3 separate regions of the Hordeum vulgare genome follow, and all the other regions are linked to region 2. The links are chromatin contacts, called in public Hi-C maps. All regions are on one chromosome and are shown on one strand. The core of a region is the stretch at or near the end of the contact, and the rest is flanking DNA. Distances in the headings are between cores, read along the strand shown. Region 1 holds the start of LOC123401451. Region 2 holds the start of LOC123403726 (cold-responsive protein kinase 1-like). Region 3 holds the start of LOC123401842 (proline-rich protein 36-like).

Evidence for each region. A called contact is a pair of places that touch in the nucleus more often than the background predicts.
Region 1: a contact with region 2 is called in a Hi-C map of seedling, with 3 times the contacts expected there. The contact joins the promoter of LOC123401451 here to the promoter of LOC123403726 in region 2. A contact is called at or near these places in 3 of 6 Hi-C or Micro-C datasets (leaf and seedling) and 1 of 1 datasets of contacts at active chromatin or transcription factors (embryo).
Region 3: a Hi-C map of seedling shows a contact between it and region 2, with 5 times the contacts expected there. The contact joins the promoter of LOC123401842 here to the promoter of LOC123403726 in region 2. A contact is called at or near these places in 2 of 6 Hi-C or Micro-C datasets (leaf and seedling).

What each region holds. Positions count from the first base shown.
Region 1 is chr6H:102,708,892-102,712,395 of MorexV3_pseudomolecules_assembly, forward strand. It overlaps LOC123401451, which reads left to right and starts at 1,253. Exons shown (of 8, transcript XM_045095269.1): 1 at 1,253-3,504.
Region 2 is chr6H:102,124,930-102,128,432 of MorexV3_pseudomolecules_assembly, forward strand. LOC123403726 (cold-responsive protein kinase 1-like) reads left to right here and starts at 2,155. Exons shown (of 7, transcript XM_045097640.1): 1 at 2,155-2,462.
Region 3 is chr6H:103,076,092-103,079,532 of MorexV3_pseudomolecules_assembly, forward strand. LOC123401842 (proline-rich protein 36-like) reads left to right here and starts at 2,149. Exons shown (of 1, transcript XM_045095697.1): 1 at 2,149-3,441. The coding sequence starts at 2,471.

The sequences.
Region 1 (3,504 bases), core at 3-2,502, 580 kb after region 2:
GACGATAGATTTCACTTTAATAGTAGAGATGAACAGTTTTAAAAAATTAAAAAGAAACAAAAAATGACAAATGAAAATAAAAGAATAGAAAAAAATAGTGATAAAAGGACCGATTCGACAATGGGCTGTCCCAACCGCGAAGTGGAGTAGAAGAAAAAAAATAAATAAATGGGCAGAAGCATTAGGTTGTCCTAATTGATTAGTGTGGTTCTTCTTAGACCAAGAGTTCTTGAGTTTGATTTACGTCATTTGCACTATTTTATAAATTTTAATAAAAAGTGAATATGATGCCTCATATATGTCACATATATAGATGTATATACGATTTAATGAAATTATCATACTATCCTTATATGGTTTGTGGAAAAGGTGTACTCAAACAGACCTCATAAAGGCATGTATAATGATGGCATATGAATATAGATGTCCCATGATAAAAAGTAGATTCAGGCATTTATATTAATTTTTTCTCTCCAATGCAAATTACCATTAGGGTGTCTCGTCAAAAAATAAAAAATAAAAACTCTAATACACATGCATCTATACCTTTCACTCTGTCAGCTCTTTATCCCAGACCATACATTTTCTCTTCAAGTACCCGACTCCTGCATAGGATCCCGCTTCCTTATTCAAACCTACCTTTTCTGGCATTCGATCTTACATGATATACAGGGCATCACCTTGAAGCTATGCATTGTACATGCCCTAAGAACACACGCTGAGATACACAGGGTGAATATCTAGTGTTACGAGGGAACACCTCACATTAGGTGCTCCCATTTTCAAAATATGTATTTAAATCACCTTGAAGCTATGTATTGTACATGCCCTAAGAACACACGCTGAGATACACAGGGTGAATATCTAGTGTTACGAGGGAACACCTCACATTAGGTGCTCCCATTTTCAAAATATGTATTTAAATCACCTTGAAGCTATGTATTGTACATGTCCTAAGAACACACGCTGAGATACACAGGGTGAATATCTAGTGTTACGAGGGAACACCTCACATTAGGTGCTCCCATTTTCAAAATATCTATTTAAATATCTCATAAAATTCCCAAAAAATTATGGATGTTCACATCACATGAACGTACAATCTTTAAAAATTTAAATCAAAATTCAAAATACATAATGGAAATAAAAAAGACAAATCCAGCATGGATTTTTGGAAGAAAATCCCCTAACATTTCCGAAATAACGCTTTGACATGTTGCCCATTCGACATAGATCGACGGTCGAGGTCGCGCAGGCGCATCTAATGCGAGGTGCTCCCGTACACACGGCAACTGACTTTTACTAGGAGATTATCCGTACACACAGCAACTGACTTTCGCCGTGGGCATCCGCTGCGGAGGCGGAGGTGTGGCCGCAGCGGCAGCCGAACGCGGTGGTCTTCGAGCTCGGGTCAGCGGCGGAGTCCGGCACCGCCGTGACGGCGGAATATATCAGTGAGAAACGAGCTCTGGGCCTACGAATTGGTCCGGGGGGGCTTGCCTGAAAAAGGAGCTACTGATAACTAACCAGGGGCTTCAGTAGTTCAGTTAATAATACTCGAGTGTCCTTCCCACTTTCGCTCCGCTCGGACGAGCGCCGCCCGCCATGGACAGTTCCTCCCCGCTCTTCCCCCGCTTCCAATCTCGTCGCGTTAATCACCTTCCAATTCCATCAACACGGGAAATCGGAGGCTTTCACACCCCTGCTCCAGATTATTTCGACTTGGATCCCCATTTTTCCAGACACGGAGTTCGAGTTCTTAGTTTCCACGCGAAATACCCAGCGCCATCTCCTCGCCGGCTCTGCAGCCTCGTCAGAGTAGCCGATGGAGATAGATCTGACCCGGGACGGCCGCGACGGCGACGCGGAGAGGAGTGCCGCCCCGCAGAGTGACCGCGCCGTCCGTGTGGAGGTCGTCGCCCAGGAGGGCAACGGCGCCGGTGGCATGGTGGCCACTGCGGAGGGCAGCGACTGCGCTGCCCTGGAGACGGTCGGCGTTGGCGCCGAGGATGTCTGGATCTGCCACCAGGTGAGAGCTCCCCTCCTCCCTTTGCCATTTTTTCCTGAGAGAATTCAGGAGACGCCAGGCCGACTCACGAGGCGATACCCAATCGCAAACCCTAGCTACACTCTTGGACCTTCGACTCACTCCTCGCCGCCGTCCCCGTATTGCTGCTCTGGATGCCTCGTGGTGGTCAATGGCGGCGGTGGGTTGGCTAGGCGCTTCTCGGCAGGGCTGCAGCGGCGACGGGTGGCTCCACCGGTGGTGGGAGCAGCCAGCGTGCGTTGCGCCGGGCGCCCACCGAAAATGGCGGGCCTTGGCGTTCCAGACTTCCAGCTGTGCGCTGGCAATGCAACTCTGATATGGCCGTGCGCAGTTCTGCAGTTCTGCTGGTGGCCCCTGCCATGGCAGCACCTGTGCCGCTTGGCAGCTTAGGGGTGACTTCTCAGGCGGCTTGTCTCCCCGCCGTGGGCATGGTGAGAGTGTGGCCTTGACGTGCTGCCGACGGGTGTCCTGGTGAGGCTAGAGGTCTGAATGGAAGCGGTTGGCATGGGAGCTCGAGGCGAGGATGAACGGTGCTTGGTTGTGGTGATGAGGTCCCTTGGTCCGGGCGATAGCCCTGCCTTTCAGGGTTGGCGACGCTGATGTCTGAGGGCCTTGTCTTTTTTCCTTTGAGGCGTCGGCGTGGAGTTTCAGCGCCTCTCCCACACCGGGGTTTCGTGTTCCTGGTAAAAACCTCAGATTTGGCTTGCTGGATCGGGCACCATCGCCGTCTATATTTCTTGGAGATCTCGTTTTGGAGCCTTGACTCTCTGGTTTGGGACCGGATGGATCTCGGTGTTGGGTGCAGCTTTAGGAGGTAGGCCTGTGGGTTCTGCCGCAGACTTGGGCATTTCAGCTGCAGGTCTAGTTGGACATGTAAGGTTTCGCCTGGTTTGCGGTGTCCTGGACGTGGGCATTTCGGCTGCAGGTCTGTCCTGGTGGCCTAGTTGTGCCCTTTGCAGAACTGGAATCATTGTCCTGGTAGTGAAGGTTTCTCCTGGTTTGCAGTGTCATGGACATGGGTATGGAAGGCATCTAGGTTAGTGTCGTGTAGTTGATGCATCTGTGTAATGTCCATTTAGCAGTGGCACACGTAAATTACTCTTTCCATTGCACCGAGACGCAAAGCTTTTGCGCTTTGTTGAAAAACAAAAGCAAATTCGGGACGGGAGGCCCCTACCTTGATTTTCGTTAAAACGTCGAGCCAAAAACTTGGATGGTATCTAAAAGATTTACAAACACCAAATCAAAGAACCGCACAGATCAGAGAGGAGAGGGGAAAGAACAAGGGGAGACGACTGAAGAATCCTTTATGCCATGGATCTGATTTTGTTAAGACAGGATGCATTTAACACAACTTCCTGACCGAGTGACCGAGAAATCTATGATAACTTCAATGTAATCCTGCAACTCTAGTAACCCACTTCATTGGACAATCAAGGAGGGAAATTGGTCTGAAG
Region 2 (3,503 bases), core at 905-3,404:
CATATAACTCGGAAAGCGTACATAGCTACTCGATTATACAACAAAAAAACTTCAAAAAGATTCAATTATATTCAATGAACAATCTGATCATAGATCCATAATTCATCGGATCCCAACAAACACACCATAAGAATTACATTAGATTGATCTTAGAGGACATCATTGTATTAAAGATCCAAAAGAGAGAGAGAGAAGAAGCTATCTACCTACTACTATGTACCCATAGTTCCTCAAAAGGACTACTCACATATCATCATGGAGGCAACAAGGTTGACGAAGAGGCCTCCCGTGGTGGCTTCCCCCCGGCAAAGTTCTAGAACAAGGCTCCAGATGGGATCACTTCGGAACAGAGGCTTGCGGCGGTGATAAGTTTTCTCGTCTCTCTCCGTGAGGGTTTCGGGAATCATGTAATGAATAAGCGGAGGAATTAGGTCAAATGAAACAGCCAGAGTCCATGTCACTTGCCCTTGTGGCTGACTAATGGGTCCTCTCATGGTCACGCGAAGCTTCTAGGGTTTTTTTTGCCACGACTTCCACAAATGTGATTTCATAATGAAATTTTATGAGCACGTAGAATTTGTCAAAGTTTGCTAAAATTTCAGATTTCTTTTTTAAATTACAATATTTTTTCGAATTTACTGTTCACCCCGGCTCATTTGAGCTCGGATGAAAAACATCACGTCCTTCCTAGATATGATTTTTTCATAAAAAAATAAAACTGACTCTAGACACTAAATTAATAAGTTACTCCAAAATAATAATAATAAACAAAACATATAAAAGTGATAGTATAATAGCATTAAACAATTGAAAATTATAGATATGGCCAGATGCGAGAGAAAATTTACGGACCAACATTGAAGATGCCTTAACTAATCAGACCTCTAAATGTCCGCGAATACGTTGAGATACATTCGCAAATAGTGACCAATCACCCTTTAAATATCCGCTATCCATACAATTATATTTAACATAAAATTAGTTTGTTTTTTCATCGGCGCCTATCCTCCACATTCTTATTGTTCTCTTCCGTGCCCATGTCGTGAGACCCCAAAGTAAAGGTCGATCGTCGGTGAGAAAGAGTAGAACACGGGATACAAATAGACCCAAATGGGACACGAGGCACCGTTGTGTCCCATGCTATATTCTTCCTCGTCGAAGCCCGTGGCCTGGATGTCAAGTCGAGATCGATGATGGGCGTGGAAAGCCGGGGTGCTGGTCAACCGTTGTGGCTCCGCCTCGTCGACGGTGTGTGACCCCTCTTGCGCTGTGTCGACCTTAAGGGCCATCACGGCCTCCCGCCTATATGTATAAAATTAGTATGAGAGATGCAGCTGGATGGAGATTTTGTGACCGGTCACTCACAACACCGTCTTCAGATATACGAAGTGTTTGAGAAGTCTAGTTGTAGATGCTCTAAAGCATTGTTTGATTACATGGGCTAGACTAAAAAATCCCTTGTACCAAATAGGAATGACTTTTTTAAGGGACTAAAAAAGACTTTATTGAAAGATTTTTTTAATCCATAAGAATTAAAAAAACTCGATCCCTTGAGACAAACACGTCCTAAACCACACGCTGTTTCGTACTCCCTCCGTCCCAAAATAAGTATCTCAACTTTATACTAGCTCTAATACAAAGTTGTACTAAGCTTGAGACACTTATTTTAGGACAGAGGGAGTATATAAACTCGGAGTACGCTGCCCGAACACGTGGGTAAGTGAACCTGCTGCAGTCAAGATGTTTTTCAGTCTCTCCATCTCACGGTTACACACGTGGCCCCACCTCATCAATTCAACACGCCATTGTCACTTTCTTCAGCTTGTGGCGAGCCGCATCAAATCAAATCAAAGAACCACACAGACACAGCCCCTCTCCAAGATGGACCCGACTCATTCTTCTCCCCTAGTCCTCCAAGATACGGAGTAGTATATTTTCGATGTGCCCGGTCCGGTCCGGTCCCGTCCGGTCCCGTCCACACGCGAGGCCGAGCGAGGCTCAGGCCACTCCGGCAGGCACCCGCCGCGTCGAGCTCACCCGGATCGGCGAACCCAACAAACCAAAGCCAACGCGGCCACGTGGTCAACACTTGGCGTTTGACCGGGTCCCTCCTTCCCCTCCTCTTCCTCCCTTCCCACCGCGGAAGCACAAGTCAAATAATCACTCGCGACCCAAACCCTCACAGTCCGACGCCGCCATTTCCCACCCTCCTCCTCCTCCTCCCAGCCGCCGCCCGCCGCCCGCCGTCCAAGGCTGCGCTCGTGCTCGGGAACCCTCGCGTCCGCCGACGACTCGCTGGTGCCAGGCGCTTGAGCGGTGGGCTGGAGCTGCTCGCCCGCCTGCGCGCGCTGCGGCCTGCGGGGGTGGCGGTAAATTCTTCTGCGCTCTCGCCTCGTCTCCGCTCCGAGTTGCCCGGGGCTGTTCCCCTGGTCTCGACGGCGGATTCGGCAGCGGCTGATCAGGTCAGTCTGCTACTCTGCTTGGTTCGGTTGGGTGCTCTGGTCTTTTTCTCCGGAGAAGGATTGGGCGTTTTGATCCTGCTTCACGGGCTTAGGCCTGCTCTTCACCAAGGGGTTAGTGGACGTTCCAGGGTCCTGATTCTCTCGCTGATCGGTTGATCAGACGGAGATTTGGGAGGAATTCGTGGCACGAAGTTCCAGTGTCGTCCTCGTCCCGTCCATAACAAGAGACTGGAATCGGCTTCGATTTTTGCTCGTACGACTATTATCAGCTGATAAAAATTCTACTACTAGTTTCGTGCCCTGCCCTGCGCGATAGCCTATGATCGTCACAACGTTCTGCCGGTTTTGACGGGTTTTGGATGAGGCTGTTGATGAATGTTGTGCAGCTCAAATGTGGTTTCCTGTGTGAACACGGATGCTGCTGGGTGCGGGTGGAGTCGTGGACCTTTTGGCGATCTATTGCGTGTGGCGGTGTGAGATGGATTAGTTTAACCGGTAGCAGAGACACTTAGACTATAAAATCAGCTTTGCCGAGACAAACACACCGCCATTTTCCCCTAGATTAGTTGGAAGTCCTAGCAGCTAAATCATCCACGAGGTAATGCCTGCCCAAGTGTGACATCCCGCTGAATGTGTTTTTTAAATAATGTTGATACCTATGGCAGGGAGCTCTGCCCATTTATTAAAGTTATAGCAGCCGTCGCAGGTGGAGAAACTGAGATACTCGACCACACTTTTAAAATGTACTATTATGTCATAGTGGACCTAATCTAATTTGTATAGTTGCTCTAAGCTTAAACTAGTTGCTTTCAGCTGCTGATGTAGGAGATACCGAGATAGGTATGTTTCTCTGATGAGAACTCCATGCATGTTCTGAGCTTGAGCCGGTTACCCAGGAGCACATCAACAATTTTGATCTTCCATGCAAAAGAGAATAGTTTAATTACAAGGAAGTAGTGTCTGATTTAGCTGCTAGTTGCAAGTGTGGTCAATGCAGTGACAGTTGTTCCTTGTGAAAATAGGGTTTACACCATGCTGTGC
Region 3 (3,441 bases), core at 899-3,398, 950 kb after region 2:
CCATTTATACTTGCACAAGTCTCAGTGTTTAGATCAAATGGTTCTCAGTGTCCACCTAAAAATAGTTTCTTAGTTGTTTGAGAAAGTATTTCCAAAGTAACTTTACAAGTGTTGCAATCTTGTTATGAGAAAACTGCAAATCATTTTGTATGTGGTTGGAAACACACTTCTGTACTTGTTGTGAAATTCATTGTGACATAGTAGTTATATCTTATATGTATTGTTTATCAAATTTAATTGCATGCTTACTTGCATGTTTACTTCCTTTGTGCAGGTGAGTGCTTGGTTGCGCAACTCTGTGAATCCTATCGATGGGAATGCAAAGAAGGCAGAATACTACTGGAAGGAGGTTGCTGATACATTCAACAGCACAACTGAGAGTGACCGAAAGCGGGACGTCAAGCACCTCAAGAACCATTGGTACAAAACAACAAAGAAGGTAACCTCTTTCAACGGCTGCTATAACCAGATGAGAGACACCTATGCGAGTGGCCGGTGTGATCAACAATTGATGCAGCAAGCTCTAGACCTGTACCACAGCCGCAATGGACACCAGTTCACATATGTGCATTGGTGGGAAGCTGTGAAAGACAGCCAGAAGTGGAAGATTCATGTATACACAGAAGGAGATGGAACAAAGAGGTCAGCGCCAACACCAACTGAGAATGCTCAGCGTCCCCCAGGAACAAAGAGGGCGAAGAAAGCTACAGGAAAAGAGAAGGAAGCCCCTAGTGAGATGAATGACATGAAAGAACAGATTGAGGCCTTCCTACAAGCACAAGCTAATACTAAGGTCCAGACGAATGAGATGATGGAATTGCAGAGTCGTTTATCTGCTCAGAAGGTAGAAGCTAACCGACTTGCATATGAGGCAGCAAAGGAGAGGACTGTGGCAAAGTTAGCTGAGGAAAGAACCAAGTTGTTTGATAAGTTTACACAAATGTTGAGTGCCGACACTACAACAATGGAGCCATGGGCAAAGGAGATGCATGTGAGGGCTGTCACGAGATTGGGGGATCAACTTTTCAAGGAGGGATAGAAGGTATGTAGTCCAACTTGTTCGTCTCTCCTTTGTTTAGATGTTGTGTGTGTTTCGTAAGCTGATTGAAACCTGCTCAACTTATCTGCTAACGTTGGTAGTTAATTGAAGCCAAACCTGAACTTGAGTGCAAAGGTTGGATGATAAACCTGTTTTGTCTTTGTTTTTGTAAGTGCAAACCTGAACTTGAGTGCTAAAGTTGGATGCTAAACCTGATTGAACTGCTTGCGTGTCGGCCATTTGGAGATAAACTAACCATTGATATTCATTTGCCTTTCAAACCAAACTATTATGGATGCTCTGTAGATATGCGCCATGCTAGAAATTGTTGATATTCATTTGAAGTTACTACATTTTGAACTAAACTGTAGATATGTATGTCCTTGACTAAAACCAAACTGTAGATATGTATTTCCTCTGTTCTCCACATAGTTTGTGCCATGCTAGTTCTAAATATACTCTAACATGTGTCTTCCTTGTTATGGATGTTCTGTAGATATGTGTGCAGCAAAGGGGAGCTTCATGTGCAAGGAAGCATAGAAGATGTGAGACTGTTTTGTTTTGAACGAGAAGGGCCAACGGATACACCAACAAATTCAGTTTGAACTTTGAATAAATATGATATACGTGTTTACAAATCTTCTCTTGTGCTTGGAAACCTTTAGATTGTTCTATTATTGTGAGATTTTTTGTGTCATGGTCAAGAAATACTTGTTGTTATATTTTGGATATAAAAAATTGCTGGTAATAATGTTCTATTGTTGTGGGATGTTCTCTGTCATGGTCAAAACATAATTGTTGATATCGTTTGGATATCAAAATTGTTGTTTTTTTGTTTGGGGATCAAGTTTTTTTATGACTTTCAATGTGTAAGCTTGTTGATATTGTTGATTCAAAAGGTTGATGGTAAAGTTTAAATGTACTGAAGGTTGCATGTGTTGAAATGTAGCTGTAAAAGAAAAAGTGTGATCATGTCATTAAAGGGAGTAGCTTCCATTGGGTGATTGTGACATAGACTAGTAGCTTCATTTCAGTTTATCTATGTGGATGGCTGGGGCAGCACCAAGGTGGCCTCCATTGTACATGCCCTTAGAGCTCCCCTAAGCACTTGCGTGAGCAGATCTGCCTTGTCGCGGCGTGATCGAAACGCAACGTCGCGCACACAATTATCACTGCCGCTTGCTCCATGCATGCAGAGGCAGCGTGCCTCTCTCGGCGTTCGTTTGTCCGTTAACGCAACGCTCAGACAAAAACAACACCGATTTTCCTTCATCAGATTCATTCAGACACAAAGATTGTGAGAGGTGTAGCACTGTACCACTACCATTAGTCGAGTAGCGCCACCAACCTACGCACTGTTAAAAATGAACATTAACCGCGGATTAATTCCCCGTCTCCAAGAGGGGTCGGGCCCACGCGTCGGCCCCTCAGATGGCCGCCTGGGCCCGGCCTGTCAGGAAAATTACCGTGGCAGGTTATATATACGCGCGGCTTTACCCGGACGTCCCTGTCTCGGCATTTCCCTTCTCACCAACTCCACACCCGCAGCCAAGTACAGTGACCAGTGTACTGCCCGCTCCCTCCCTCCCTCCTGGCCCTGCCGACCTTGGATGCGCCATGGCGTCCGCCGTCGCCAGCAGCATGCCCGCCGCGGCCCCCGCCGCCGTCTCCTACGGCTGGCTCGGCCCGCGCCTCTCCTTCAGCCGGGAGGCACCTTTGGCCGTGGCGGCGGATCACGGCAAGGCCTTGTCGCTGGAGAAGCCGGATCAGCCTGCCCCGGCCGCGGCGTCCAAGGAGTTCATCGACTTCGAGTTCAGCTTCGGCGGGTCGGCGACCATGCTCCCCGCCGACGAGCTGTTCGCGGACGGGAAGCTGCTGCCGCTCCGGCCGCCGCAGCCCGCGTCCGTGGCGGCGCCGGAGGCTGAGCGGGAGCGGGAGAGTGTGCTGGCGGAGATCCCGGCGACGCCTGAGCTGGTGAAGACCCACCGCCCTTCCGTGGCCGAGCCGTTCGACCCCTACGTGTTCTCCCCCAAGGCGCCGACGTGCTCGAGCCGCTGGCGGGAGCTGCTCCGGCTGAGGAAGGTCCAGACCCCGCAGAAGCCGTCTGCGTCGCCGTCGCCTCCGCAGTCTCCTTCGCCGGTGCCTGCGACTCCGTCAAGGGCGTCTAGCTCGTCGGCGGCCAGGTCCCTCAAGCTGCTCCTCCTCCAGCGGAACGGCGGCCGCGCGTCGGACCTCTCCGTGGCGCCGCTCCTCCGCGACAGCTCCGACTCGGAGGCGTCCCTCTCCCTCGCCTCCTCCCGCTTCTCCATGTCGTCGTCGTCCTCCTCCTCCGCCCACGACCACGACGACTTCCCGCGCCACTCCATCGACTCGGTCGACCTCACCCCGAAGCCAAGAATCCG